Regions from separate parts of the Mus musculus genome. Here region 2 is linked to region 1. A link is a contact called in public HiChIP or PLAC-seq data. All regions are on one chromosome and are shown on one strand. The core of a region is the stretch at or near the end of the contact, and the rest is flanking DNA. Distances in the headings are between cores, read along the strand shown. Region 1 overlaps Stard7 (START domain containing 7). Region 2 holds the start of Adra2b (adrenergic receptor, alpha 2b).

Evidence for each region. HiChIP or PLAC-seq counts read pairs in DNA pulled down with a chosen protein or histone mark.
Region 2: an H3K27ac HiChIP or PLAC-seq map of embryonic stem cells shows a contact between it and region 1, with 5 read pairs. The contact joins the promoter of Adra2b here to the enhancer-like site in region 1. A contact is called at or near these places in 1 of 39 promoter capture datasets (pre-B cells), 1 of 15 datasets of contacts at CTCF or cohesin (large pre-B cells), 2 of 484 Hi-C or Micro-C datasets (DN3 thymocytes and embryonic stem cells), 1 of 115 datasets of contacts at active chromatin or transcription factors (embryonic stem cells) and 3 of 9 other capture datasets (adipose tissue, liver and pancreatic islet).

Annotation. Positions count from the first base shown.
Region 1 is chr2:127,298,402-127,302,549 of GRCm38.p6, forward strand. It overlaps Stard7 (START domain containing 7), which reads left to right. Exons shown (of 8, transcript NM_139308.2): 8 at 1-533. Among named protein-coding and RNA genes, the nearest start is that of Stard7, 30 kb to the left of the region's middle. Within about 2 kb of position 2,455, at least 27 of the 459 cell types and tissues checked have an H3K27ac peak or open chromatin away from gene starts, as enhancers often do. A contact at or near this core is called in embryonic stem cells, where this site is marked.
Region 2 is chr2:127,360,848-127,365,330 of GRCm38.p6, forward strand. Adra2b (adrenergic receptor, alpha 2b) reads left to right here and starts at 2,332. Exons shown (of 1, transcript NM_009633.4): 1 at 2,332-4,483. The coding sequence starts at 2,733. The coding sequence ends at 4,079.

The sequences.
Region 1 (4,148 bases), core at 1,205-3,704:
GGTTTCTTTATGGTGAATAGGGATCAAGTTTCACATCCTTCTCTCTCTTTTCCTGGAATTAATAGAGCTGACATTTTCTTTTCTTGCTTGCTACCTACCCTGTTGTGGTGTTAAAAGAGACTAAACCCAAGGTGAACATAATCTTTAACCTTCTGTTGCCTATTCAGTTCTGTGCCAAGGAAACAGCTAACTCCCCAGTGTTTCTGTCTTTTCGGTTGTTGGCAGAGCAGAGAGTGGCATTGAGAAGCCCCAGTGTCTCTCAGTGAGCATTTTTCCCTTCTTCCCAGGACCTGACAGGAAAAGAAAAAATCTTTATTTGACTTTAACATCTGTAGCTGACTGCCTGTGAATCTGTGAGCAAGTGTAAGCATGTATGTGTGCGTGTGTGTGCTGGGGCTCAGGGACTGAGCAGTTACGTTTACCCTTTGTTTTGTGATTTGACTCTGTACAGTTAACTTGTGTCATCATAATGAGTTTGCTCTTAACTGTGACATTTTTATCAAAGGTGTGAATAAATGCATAAAGATTGGTACAGAAGAGTGTTCATTTCTGGCCACATGGTGGGAAACTGTGCTCCTTGTCATCCTGATCACAGACTTGGCATGGGTCGTCCGTCAGTGGGCCTTGTTCTTTCTTGGCAGACAATGGGTGACACAAAGATGACATCTTGCATAGACTGTGACCCCTAAGTGGCTAGCTTGGGAGCTAACGGTAAAATGCCTGTCTCTACTCAAGTATCTTGATCTGCTAACTCATAGCTAGAATAAGAAAAAGGTTTAGTTAAGGGAATCTATGTCAGATCTTCTATAGACAGGCTTCGTAGAAGATGTTTTCTTAGGATTTTATTGCTGTGAAGAGACATCATGACCAAGGCAACTCTTATAAAGGCAAACATTTAATTGGGGGTAGCTTACAGTTTCAGAGATTTAATCTATTATCATCATGGTGAGAAGCATGGCAATGTGTAGGCAGATATGTGAAGTTGGAGATGAGAGTTCTTGATCCAAAGGCAGCCAGGAGGAGACTGGATTCCACATTGGGAAGACCTTGAGTATAGGAGACCTCAAAGCCCCACCCACCCTCCCATCCAACGGTAACACACTAATTCCAACAAGACCACACCTCCTAATAGTGCTACTCCCTGTGGGCCAAGCATTCAAACACATAAGTCTGTGGGGGCCAAACCTATTCAAACCACCACATTCCACTCCCCTGGCCCCCACAGGCTTGTAGTCATAACATAATGCAAAATGCATTTAGTCTAACTTCAAAAGCCCCCATAGCCTATCACAGTCTCAACAATGATTAAAAATCCAGAATCTTCTGAGATTCATGCAGTCATGTAACTGTAATCCCCTATAAAATAGAAATAACAAAGCAGATCACATACTTTCAACATATGGCACAGGATATATGTTACCATTCCAAAACACCATAGAAAGGAAATATTGGACCAAAGAAACACCAAAAGCTAGCTGGGCAAACCTCAAACTCTGCATCACTGTGTCTGATGTCAATATACTTTTCAGATCTCCAGTTCCTTTCAGCTTGGTTGATTGCAGCACAATTCTTTCTCTTTGGCTGGTTCCACTCCCTGTTAGCAGCTTTCCTCGGCAGGTATTACACAGCTCTGGCACCTCTAACATCTTAGGGTCTCTAAGGCAACTTCTTCAATTTCACAGCTTCTGGAATCCCCACATGATCTTCTGGGCTCCTCCAGAGGGCTTGTATCACTTCTCCAGCTCTGTCCTCTGTAGCACTCTAGGCCCTGGCTGACCACTGTTGCTCTTGGTGGTTCTTCAATAATGGGCAGTAATATGGAAGTATAAACAGAATTAACCCTCTGCTCTCCAACTTGCTTTTGGTAATTTTTTTTTTAACCATAGCAATAGTAACCCTAGCCAGACGTGTGTACTTGTGCATGTGTGTATGTCCGTCCATCCTCAAATTGAAGGGCCATGGGATAAGAATCCAGAGATGACTCCATAGACCACAAGCACTCAGCTGTAATTCAAATGATGATGGCTGGGAGTTACGTGTTAGTGTGAGCTTTTTACTTTGAAACTTTTAATATATGTCTAAGGGTTGAAAGAATGTTTAGAATTACTATGTGTCCCATGGGATGTAGCTCAGTGGCAGAGTGCTTGTCCAGCACGAATGAAGCCTTGGGTGTGATCCTCAGTTTTGTACAGTACTAATTCCAGGTTACAGGTGGGTCAGAAGTTCAAGGTCACCCTTGGCTGCATGGTAAGTCAAAGGCCTGCCTGGGATACAGGACACTTTGTTATGTTACTCATTGTGACAAAATAGAAAAAGCATTTGAGACCAGAAGAGGGCTCATTCTGCCTTACAGCTCCACCGGATACATTTTGCCAAGACAAGGAAGGCATGATGGCAGGAACAGGAGGCTTGCTGCCCTGGCTGCCTCCCAGTCAGAGCACACAGTGAATGGGAACTGGGGCTGGCTTTTTAAACCTCAAGGCCCTCCCTCAATGACTCACTTCCTCCAATGGGTTTTTGCCCCCCTAAAGATACCACAGCCTTCCCAAACAGCACCACCAACTGGAACCAAGTGTTCAGACACTGCTGAGGGGGACTGACACATTCAAACTACACCAGACCTCAGAAACCTTGCATCACTCCTCCCGAGGCTGAGAAGCTGATGGGAGGATGGGAGTACTTTCTCTGCATACGCTTTTCCAAGATTGTTTGAAAACAAGTGACAAGCATGCTCCCCACGCCCACATAAGACCACAGAGAACATCCTTTTAGTAATACAGATGCCAGTGTGTGTGTGTGTGTGTGTGTGTGTGTGTGTGTGTGTGTGTGTGTGTGTGTGAGATAGAGAGAGATACAGTGGGAGAGGCATGTGTTCCATGGCATAAGTATGGAAGACAGAGGATAACTCTGTACTTGGATCTCTCCTTCCACCTTTCTCTGGGTTCTAGGGATGAACATCAGGTTCATCCTAGGAGACTTGCACAGCAAGCCACTACTGAACCATCTTGCTCTCCCCAGTAGTCTCACCTAGTAATGCAGCTCATGTTAAAAGTTCCCTATTTGACCCCCAAATGACTTACAGTTCCCAATGCCCTCTATCTAAGTATTATGTGTTACATTTGTCTTTTTACTCATTAATTTTTTTTTTATATTCATTGTGGTGGGGGAGTCATATGTCCCATAGCATGCATGCTGAGGACAACTCCAGAAGCCAGTTTCTCAGTCATGTGTGTTCTGAGGATTGAACTACGGTTGTCAGGCTTGGAGGCAAGCACTTTTACCCATTGGACAAGCTAGCCAGCCCAGCTTTATCCATTTTTTAAATCTAGAGCATCCACCTACTCTTTGTAATATAACATCACCTTAAACTTGGCTACACCTGCTAATTTTTCTAAACTCCTGGAGCCTGAGCAGATACCCCTAGCCCAGCCCAGGCATGAGCATCTCAGGGTGAGTTTACTGTAGCATGGTCTTCAAGTGCAGCATGTCCTGAAAGGCGAACACAGAGCTCTCCCTAGATTGTGCACTTCCATGGTAAGTCGTACTGGTGGCTTAGAGTGAATTCAGAATTGGCCAACATTGAGATCATGGTGTTCCAGTACTGTGTGCCATGCTTTATTCTAAGTCTCCTGTGCCACTAACCCTGTACTACAGAAAAGGAACTGCCTTAAGAGGTAGTGTAATCATCTTGCTCAAGGCCACACAGGAAGTGATGATGGAGCCAGGCCGATGACCTAACCTTGACCTCTCCATAGACACCTGGTGGCATAGCTTCTCCAGGGGCACTGATTTGTTCTGAGGCATCCATTGTAGCTATTTTTTTTTTGTTTGTTTGTTTGTTTTTTAACACATCTGCAATAATGTTTCACCCAGGACAATGACTTGAGTTTGCCTATGAGGTCACCTCAGCAGTGTTTCCTTGTTTGAAGCATTGGCCTCATTTCTCTCCCCCCAAAACTCTGCATATACATCATATCTAAAAGGTGGAGGGCACTCTTGGGACAGTCCTAAAATATCATTTTGGAGCTGGGTGGTGATGGCAGAGGCAGGGGGATCTCTGTGAGTTTGAGGCAGCCTGACATGTGGAGTGAGTTCCAGGACAACCAGGGCTGAAACAGAAACCCTGCCTTTAAAAAACAAAACCAAAT
Region 2 (4,483 bases), core at 1,082-3,581, 62 kb after region 1:
AAACCCTGGGAAGGACTAATGATACACAGACTGGGACACTCCTGGGTTCTGGGACAGCTCCTGCTGCCCTCCTAGCTGCAGGATAGGAGAGCACCTCTCTTAAGTTGTGGTCATCTTGGGCTGACACCCGACTTGGTGAGTCCTGACACTTGGTAGATGTAGAGTTGCCCCTTCAGGGAAGAACAAGGTGAATGTTCGTCAGTGGGGCTTGGAGTAAGGTGGGATTAGGGGCAACCTTGGCTGCTCTTCCTGCAGGATCCTGGAGACCTGGCCCTTTAAGGAGAATGGGCCATAAAATATCCCATCTGACGTTGATCATCTGTGAAGTCTTCTCTCAGTTTGAGTGTGGCTGGAGGTTGCTTGGGACAAGTAGGGACTTGCCTCAGTGGCTACTTCTCAAGCTCCCACGACCACCCTCAGCCCTTTCTCAGTAAATGGGGCTACGAGGACTTCTTCATCACCTGTGGCTGTGGACTCAAGCCCTGTCCAACGTGATGGTCTGTAAGACCTGTCTCAAGACTACAGCCTCAAAGGGGCAGGTGAATGGCTGTCCTTTTCAAGCCTGGTCTACATGGCACCACCCTCTCTGGTTGTGACAGTCCCACCTAACTAGAGAGCTAGCTGCAGCTCGGCCTGAGGTGGGGAGGCATTGCTCAAAGTGTCCCCATGTGGCTAGGCATGGTGATCTGGAGACTGAGTTGAGGAAAGACTGGTCTGTGGGGACCCAACGGTCACATTTGAGATCTCACAGTGGTGGCCATGACAAGTCCAGTAGACTCACTGACTTGAGGTGAGATTTGGGAGTGGACTCCATCTTTAGGGATTCATATATATATATTTATGTAGTGCCCTTCAGAATTAGGAGCTGTAAATACAAGGCCTGGTTCTTTTCACACAAGCTGTGGAGAAACCTCCTTGAGGCTGGGGGTGGAGCAGGGCCCAGTTCAAAGTTTTTTTTTTTAAAGATTTATTATTTTTTTGTGTATGATTGTTTTTTTCTGCGTGTATTTATGTTTCACCTGTGCGCTTGGTGCCTGTGGCGTCAAGTGAGGTCATCAGATATCCTGGAACTAGAATTACATTCTGTTGTGAGCTGATGGAAAGGGGTTTGAAACTGAAATCGGGTCCTCTGCAAGAGCAAGCGCTCAGCACTCAAACTTGTTCTCCCACTGGATAGGCTGCATGAACATCTGGGGCGGCCAAGGCCGGCTCCTTTCTACACCTGAGCCACCCACATTGACTTTTTCTGAGCTATGGAGAGATCTCCTCACACCGCTCTGGAGGAGGGACCTCCTTTTCCGTTGGTCAAGAGGCTCCTCTCCAAACCTGCGCTTTGAGTCAAGCTGTTTCCCTCTTTAAGATTTGTTTTAAAGTATGGGTCTCTGTGTGGCTATGTTCAGGGGAGTGTAGGTGGAGGCCAGAGGCATACCATCCCTGAAACGGGAGTTACAGTTTTGAGCTACCTGTTGTGGCTGCTGGGAACCGAACACAGGTTCTCTACAAGAGGCACTCTTAACCACGGATCCATCTCTCCAGTTTTCCCTTCCTACTTTAACTTTTTTTTTGCCTTTAATGGAGAAAAAGGAAGCAGCAATAGGGTGGTTGAAGTCCACTAGTCGCTTCTCACCAAGGAGTAGTTAGTGTGTGTGTGTGTGTGTGTGTGTGTGTGTGTGTGTGTGTGTGTGTGTGTGTGTGTGTGTGTGTGTGTCTGGGACCTGCGAGGACATCGGCCCCTAGCCTCTTGCACTCAGATGGCAGCAGAGGGCGCTCGCAGCACAGAGACTCACTCATTGCACCTCGCAAGTCTGACCTAGACCTAGTGGTGTTTGGGTGGGGAAGCGTTAGGAAAGGGGATTTGGAACTCTCTCCCCACTTTGGTCCGGCCCCTAAGGTTCTCGGTTGCTGGGATGCTGGATGGAGGTGTGGCTTATTATGCTTAAGAGCTCAACACTCTCCTACACGCTTTTCTGTCGGGCTGCTGCAAGCGACAAAAGCAGTCTATCGATCTGGGTGCTCTGTCCTAGACTCGCAGACAGAAGGCAAGTGGACCCTTGGGACAGACCAGCTCCGGGTCTCAGCACGCACCGATTCTCTTCGGTACATACTCTTCCCAGAACGCCGACGACCCCAGACTCCCTGCTCTCTAGACTCGGCCGCGCAGCGGCGGGAAGGAGAAAGATGTTGGGGCCCGGGGCGAGTAAAAGATGTGCGTCGCAGGTCCATGTCCCGCAAAGCGCACCTTCCACCCACCCTGGTCGGATCGCCCGCCCCGCCTCCTTCCCTCCTCCAGCTCCCGCCCCCAATCTCCTCCCTCCTCCCGCGGTGCTGGCTCTCCTCCTCACGCCCCTGCGCGGAGGGCTGACTGCAGGCGCGGCTCCGGGAGAGAGCGCCTTTACCGAGAGCAGGGTGCGCTTCCCCAGTCGGTTCTGTGAGTCCTGCAGCTGTGCCGCACGACGGCGCGACTTTCCTCTGGTCCCGGGACGGCAGTGAGACAACTTGGAAAACTTCTCTGGGGCGGACTGCAGGGACGCCGGGCACCAGTGGCAGAGAACGTAAGAGAGCGATAGATGGTCCTGGGTGTCCCCGGACCTCCGGCCAGGCTACGGTGCTCCAGAGCCATCTGCACCGCCTGGGGGGACGGCCCCCAACAGTAGCGGAGCTAGGGTGGCGCTTTCTCCTGCGTACTGTGAGTTTGGCCAGCATCTTTCTCTCTGGACATGTCCGGCCCCGCCATGGTCCACCAGGAGCCCTACTCGGTGCAGGCCACCGCCGCCATCGCGTCGGCCATCACCTTTCTCATCCTCTTCACCATTTTCGGCAATGCGCTGGTAATTCTGGCTGTGTTGACCAGCCGCTCTCTCCGTGCACCACAAAACCTCTTCCTGGTGTCACTGGCAGCAGCCGACATCCTAGTGGCTACTCTTATCATCCCTTTCTCTCTGGCCAACGAGCTGCTGGGCTATTGGTACTTCTGGCGTGCGTGGTGCGAGGTCTACCTGGCGCTAGACGTGCTCTTCTGTACCTCCTCCATCGTGCACCTGTGTGCCATCAGTCTGGACAGATACTGGGCAGTGAGCCGAGCATTGGAGTACAACTCCAAGCGCACTCCACGCCGCATCAAATGCATCATCCTCACCGTGTGGCTCATTGCAGCCGTCATTTCTCTACCGCCCCTCATCTACAAGGGCGACCAGCGCCCAGAGCCCCACGGGCTCCCCCAGTGTGAGCTCAACCAAGAAGCCTGGTACATCTTGGCTTCCAGCATCGGATCTTTTTTTGCTCCCTGCCTCATCATGATTCTCGTCTACCTGCGAATCTATGTAATTGCCAAACGCAGCCACTGCAGAGGTCTCGGAGCTAAGAGGGGCTCTGGGGAGGGTGAGTCCAAGAAGCCCCATCCGGCCGCCGGGGGAGTTCCAGCCTCGGCTAAAGTGCCCACCCTGGTCTCTCCTCTATCTTCTGTCGGAGAGGCTAATGGACACCCCAAGCCTCCAAGGGAGAAGGAGGAGGGGGAGACCCCTGAAGATCCCGAAGCCAGGGCTTTGCCACCCAATTGGTCTGCCCTGCCCAGATCAGTCCAGGACCAGAAGAAGGGGACTAGTGGGGCAACTGCAGAGAAGGGAGCTGAAGAGGATGAAGAGGAGGTGGAAGAATGTGAACCCCAAACACTGCCAGCTTCTCCTGCCTCAGTATTCAACCCACCCTTGCAGCAGCCTCAGACTTCCCGGGTGCTGGCCACGCTACGTGGCCAGGTGCTTCTGAGCAAGAATGTGGGTGTGGCCAGTGGGCAGTGGTGGCGCCGTCGGACACAGCTGAGCCGAGAGAAGAGGTTCACCTTTGTGCTGGCGGTGGTCATTGGTGTTTTTGTGGTCTGTTGGTTTCCTTTCTTCTTCAGCTACAGCCTGGGGGCCATCTGCCCACAGCACTGCAAGGTACCCCATGGCCTCTTCCAGTTCTTCTTCTGGATTGGCTACTGCAACAGCTCTTTGAATCCTGTCATCTACACCATCTTCAACCAGGACTTCCGCCGTGCCTTTCGAAGGATCCTTTGCCGGCAGTGGACCCAGACTGGCTGGTGAGCCTGCCTGCTCCGGGCCAGTGCCAGGCAGGGTTAGTGCCAGGACCACCCGGTGGTAGTCTGCCACCTCCGCAGTCTATGTGACCATTTCCCTGGGGCCCATTTGCAGACCTCATCCTCAGACACCCCTGAAGGGGAAAGGACAAATGTGCTGTTCCCAGGGGCTCATTTGAAACCTTCCCTTGCTGACTGTACTGTGGGATACCTCTTCCCTGCTCTCTCTTCAGGAAGGGTAGCTTGGACCTTCTCGAACGTGGCCAAGGCTGATTAGAATACCTCCCTCCCAGCCACCTGTAAGCCAACAGGCAGGCTTCCCTTTCCTGGAGACCCCCTGTGCCTTGGCAGGCCACTTGTGGTGGTTTTCTTTCTTTCTCATCATATTCTTCTCTTCTCTTTTATTGTTCA